Regions from separate parts of the Mus musculus genome. Here region 1 is linked to region 2. Evidence: chromatin contacts called from public promoter capture Hi-C data. All regions are on one chromosome and are shown on one strand. The core of a region is the stretch at or near the end of the contact, and the rest is flanking DNA. Distances in the headings are between cores, read along the strand shown.

What was found. Promoter capture Hi-C pulls out the DNA fragments that hold promoters and counts their contacts.
Region 1: a promoter capture Hi-C map of embryonic stem cells shows a contact between it and region 2, with 2.4 times the contacts expected there. The contact joins the promoter of Mfsd9 here to the promoter of Slc9a4 in region 2. A contact is called at or near these places in 9 of 39 promoter capture datasets (the 3T3-L1 cell line, 3T3-L1-derived adipocytes, cranial neural crest and 4 more), 3 of 484 Hi-C or Micro-C datasets (cerebellar granule neurons, forebrain and muscle stem cells), 4 of 115 datasets of contacts at active chromatin or transcription factors (bone marrow-derived macrophages, embryonic limb bud, forebrain and 1 more) and 3 of 9 other capture datasets (adipose tissue, embryonic stem cells and liver).

What each region holds. Positions count from the first base shown.
Region 1 is chr1:40,789,231-40,791,930 of GRCm38.p6, reverse strand. It overlaps Mfsd9 (major facilitator superfamily domain containing 9), which reads left to right and starts at 1,274. Exons shown (of 6, transcript NM_172499.2): 1 at 1,274-1,446. The coding sequence starts at 1,312.
Region 2 is chr1:40,578,798-40,581,542 of GRCm38.p6, reverse strand. Slc9a4 (solute carrier family 9 (sodium/hydrogen exchanger), member 4) reads right to left here and starts at 1,316. Exons shown (of 12, transcript NM_177084.3): 1 at 772-1,316. The coding sequence starts at 1,027. It overlaps Gm35801 (predicted gene, 35801), which reads left to right and starts at 881. Exons shown (of 2, transcript NR_168311.1): 1 at 881-1,087.

The sequences.
Region 1 (2,700 bases), core at 25-2,524, 210 kb before region 2:
TAACTATTAAATATCACACATCTACTTTGTTTCTGTCCACTGCTCTCAGAATGAAACCTCTAGGCTATAGATGACTGAAACCCTGTTTATTCTACATCTTTGTGTTTGGATGTTTTGGTCACACCCATCTTGAAGCCTAAGGCACTACAGACTCTACTTCTTTGGTCAGCACATTGGGAACAAGCAAAAGGAATGTATTCTAAATTCTACCATTTCGTTTTCCATTTAATCACGAGGAGAAAGTCAAGTCAAGGTCCCAGGCCCTAGGGAGCTGGGGAGTTCGCTATAGCTGAACAGCTTCTGCTGTAAGGAAACAGTTGTCTGAGTCCAGATATCTCAGGGACAACTAACTTTTCCATCTTGGCTGGCAGGGTCAAACAAAATTCATGTTCCCATGTCCAGGAACCTACTCCTATCCTGATTGATGGAAACGCCCTTGCTCAACCCCTTATCTTTAAATATGATTGACAATGTTACAGCCCACCCAGCTCCCCCTCTCTTTATGGTTTCCTGCTTTAACTATGCTATACAGTATCTCTTTGAGATCATAGTTCAGCTCTCCTGTCTTTTCTGTGGCCCTGATTGATTAATAGTGTCTTGGTTATAGTAAGTTTTTGTCATCTGCATCGCCCTGAAGTTTGAGTTCCGTTGGATTTAAGCAGATCCCACAAGCACACCAAGGCTCACACTTCCTTATGTCACGTGTCCTCTAACTTTTGTGTATCTCTCTATTGTACGTTTATTATTTACAATTCTTCATGCTTTTCATGGTGTGCTCCTGTTACTCCCTGAAGCCCAACTCTCAGCCTATTTCTGGCCTGTTTTCCTTGTAGAGCTACGAAGTGCTGACTAATGCTTACAGACTTCTTGGATATCTAGAAGTCTCTCTAAATTACTACCCATTGTTTTTCAAATGCATACGAAAGCTTCCACAGCCACCTTAACTCGTTCCAGGTCTGTAGAGCCAAGTAGGAAGTAGGGCCCTGGGTCTGTGATCCTTAAAGCCAGAACGGCTATCACTGAAGAAAACCTGGTACTAGCAAAAAGACACAATTCCTTCGTGCCTTACACCACCAGGGAGCGAGGAAAGATGGCACCAGTCACTTGTCACAGAACTTGCGATCTTGAATTAAGACGCCCGCGGTAGGTACCACCACAACAGTAGTCACACCCACCCAGCGGCGCGACCTTCCATCTGCGCAGGCGCACGCAGATCGCTTCCGCCATGGGCGTGGTCAATCCTGGGCGTGGCCACGGCGGGGGCGTGGTCTGCAGTCGGCTAAGCTGTCCGCACCCCCAGCCCTCCTGGGAATGGCGCTGGGGGTCCCGGGGCACGGGGCTTCGAGGCAGGATCTAGCCTCGGAGACCCCGGTGACAGCCACAGCACCGTCTAGTGCTGTGAGCTCCCGCCGCTTCCTGCTCTGGCTCTACCTTGTAGGCTTCTTGGTGAGTGCCCGCACCGGGGCTGGGGAAAAGCACCAAGTCTCTGCAGACTTGCACTTACCTCAAGTTCCCGGGTATTTTACACAGCTCCAGCCCGGAGTCTGAAGTGTGCTGTGAGGTGCCTCCTCTTGCCCTTTCACCACTGACCTCAGGTGTGACTCCTTGACCCTGGAGGGGTCTACACTGGAGGCCTTAAAGCTGGAGATTGGAAGTTAAGGTGAACGGCACACAATTGTCTTTGGCAAAATGGCATGTGTTTTTGTTTTGCTATAATGTCTGTGCATGTGTGTATTGGTTTGGTCCACAAATAGTCCTTTGCCCTGTAGAATGAGAAGCTTAAGAAGTTATTCTCCCATCCATCTGTTTATTAATGAAGTTTCATTACTAATGAATATTCATGAAGTTTCTGAATGCCTGCCGCGTGTGGTACATGCCCTGGAGCACTGACATCATAAGCAGTTTCTGCTTCCAGAGAATTTACAGTCTTAGTCTTGGACCCTGATTCACACTGGCTCCTCTTTCAAGGCGAGGTTTAGTTCAATAGGCCTGGTTATAAGCAGCCGGAAAAATCTTTCAGTAGGATTTCTTCATCAGGCAGACGGAACCAATTAGTTGAATGATCAGTGGGAAAAGACTTTGTGGCAGGTATCTATCTGATTGGCACTGAACCTGAGAAAACAATTCCTATTGTTCCCTGTCCAGATGAAGTAAGTCTACTCTTTTTTTCCAGACTGAAGGGTTGCTGGAATTAGGAGTTAGCATGCTGAGCCATGTAGCTAAGGAACAGAGAGGCAGCCTCTGTTTGGATTCCAAATTGTCCAACAGTTGGTAGAGGTTCCGTTTAATTAATGCTTGTTAGAATCTTGAAAGAAGTAGATTTCACCAAATGTCTGTATTCACCGAGCTAGAAGGTATTGAGTACCATGCCTGAGAGATATCTCTGCCTAAAGTATACTTTGCAGGTCCCAAGATATACAGTTTCCCTTCTTAGGCTCCCTGCCTTGACTTTAGAGAGTAATGTCCTTGCTTTTTGGTTGTACTTTAGGGATGCAGACATTATTTACTTCCACTGTGTAGTCTGGTTGTTCAGAATCCAAAGCTGGGGAGTGGATGTTTCTGGGAAAGGATGCTGACTGTCATCCACTGGGGTGATGCACGTCTCCAACCTGCTGAGGCCCCACCACAGAGGGCACGAAGGTTATATGTGGAAAAGACTCAGGCCCTCACTTGGAACATTCAGACTTCACCCAGAGGGTA
Region 2 (2,745 bases), core at 67-2,566:
TGCAGAGGCAGTTACTTTCAACTCTTACAATTCCAGTGTTTCAAAGGGAAATGCAAAGAAACAACATCCCATCCCCAGAAGTGGAAGATTCCATTTCATTTCAATGTTATTCTTCCAGATGTTTCCAGGAACAGTTCCCATAATATTCTAAGAAGAAAAAGAACTTGCAAAGTCAGAAGTGACTTTAATTATTTTTGTTGTATAATATCTGTGTAAGCAAACTGCTAGAGATGTCTCCCAACTAACAAAATTACAGTTCTGTGGCTAGGAATGAGTAAAAGACTATGTTAGAAAATAAATGTTATCTACAGGGGAACACCAGGGCCAAGAAGTGGGAGTGGGTGGGTAGGGGAGCAGGGTTGGGGGAAGGTATAGGGGACTTTCAGGATAGCATTTGAAATGTAAATGAAGAAAATACCTAATAAAAAGGGGGGGGAAGGGGAATGTTATGTAGTCTTCAGTATTTCCTGAATACTGTACACTTTACATTTTATATTCTTTTAAACATATAGCATAAGATTTTTATATGACAAAGAAAACACATGGTTATCTTTTTGAAATATGAAGTCAAAACCATGCAGGACCTGGAAGTATGCGTTTAAATTTCAAACACAATCCTGAAACATTAAACAGCCACACTTCAGGGAAATGCGCACTACAAGTAGCAGTTACTGTCTACTTAACTCATCGTAGTCTGTCATGTAAGAGATGTTCATACATGACAACTCAGGTAAGAAACAATCCTCCCTCAACCTGTGCTAGAGGACTTACCTATCTTGGCAAGAGATGCGAGCAGTATCCAGAGGGTGACTTCATAAGGGATTTGAACATAGTCATAATCCAGTTCAAAAACAGATATCCCTTCATCGGGGTCTGAGCTAGAAGCAGCAAACCGAGCATCAGGTGCCTGCTGGGCAGTGGGATTGGAGGACTCATTAACATACGATGTTGCTTCGGAACGTGTAAGGACCGCCAGCAGTAGTAACCAGTTCCATAAACGAAAAGCCATAAACATTGCAGGACCCATGCCTGTGCGACTCTGACTTCGCACCTGGGTCCTGATGTATGCCACGCCTCTGCGGCACAGGTGAGTTTCCAGCTGCACTATCTGACCGAGAGGCAATCTATTTGCAATCCAGAAGTCATTTCCAAAGAGGTCCGGTGCGATGACTCTGCAGGTGCGTCCTTTCAAATCTTCTTAAAATCTACTGTGTTCAGGCAGCTCAGTTCTGGGCTCAAAGAGATATCTATAAAGAGAAATCAATCCCTCTTCATTCGAAACTGTTTCCTCATTCTCTGAACACTGGCTTCATCTTGTGAGTGTAAATTGGGAAGAGACTCATTCCGAGAAACACTGAAGTCCTTTATAAGGAAAGGATTCCTTTCTGCCCTGTTGGATCCCAGGAAGGAGCCACCTGTCCCACACCTGAGCCTCCTCACCTCCCGAGATTCTGTCTCACCTGTTTTGAACCGGTCAAAGCCGCAGGTAGCTTTTGAACCACACTTTAATTATTTGCTTTGATTTGACTTTTGTAATGAAATGCTTGTTCCGAAGGTTCTTGGCAGGCTACACTACTGACACCTAGTGGGCACCTGCAACATATCAGCCTTTGTGGCTGATAAGGACCAAGTTGCTGTCTGTTGGGTTAGCGCTCAAACCAAAGTATTTTTGAGGATGAAGAGCTGTTAGGAATTGCGCCAGGCCATGAGGACGAAATAGCACTGTCCTGGAAGACCCATAAGACTGTCTTCACAGACAAGGGAGGAGGAAGTGGCAAAGCAATGAAGATAATGAATACTTGATTTCCTGGCCAATAAATTATGGAAGAAACAAAGCTCCAGCTTTCTCTAAGCTCCACAGTGAGTTTCTCAAAGGGAAGAAACCAAAATGAGAAACTTCATGAATGTGTCTGAAAACTCAGTTGGAAAAATGTTCTCAAATACTCAAACCCAGTAGCTAACCATTGTGCCATTGTGCTCTGTCTGTACAAAAGAAGTGTCTACACAGCCTAGCTATGAGGTCCAGAATGGATTTTGTCAAAGGTTCTTTATCTGGAAGTGGGTAGTTGCATTGGGCCAGTGGAGCAGATAGGACAGTAAATAAAATTGAGAAGAAGAGGAGGAGGAGAAGGAGGAGGAAGAGGAGGAGGGGAGAGAAGGAACTTCAAAAGGCCCAAATTGCCTACAGATTTAATGTGTATTTTTCTAAAGACAACTGAAGCAAGGATGTAAAAACAACTAACGAGCTCTGCTTGAGGCCACAGCATCACTTTGAACTTTACCACGTCATCTCCCTTCCTTGTCAATTGCACCTTACAAAACCACCTTTTGATCCACTTACAAATGGAAATTATTTTTTTAAAGACTATTTATTTTATGTATATGAGTACACTATAGCTGTCTACAGACACAACAGAAGAGGGCATCAGATCCCATTACAGATGGTTGTGAGTCACCATATGGTTGCTGGGATTTGAACTCAGGACCTCTGGAAGAGCAGTCAGTGCTCTTAACCCCTGAGCTATCTCTCCAGCCTGGAAATCCTTTAAGACAGAAGATAGAAAGTAACAGCATGGAACGTAAATAGAACAACAACAGCATGGTCAGAGGGATGGGTTAGTTTTACAAATAGCCACTAGGTAGCATTTGATGTAACTATGAATTTCATTGGACATACAGGGGCTATCTTAGACAAAGGAAAGCATCAAGCAGATAGGTAAGCGTGTGTCAACCATGGATTTACAA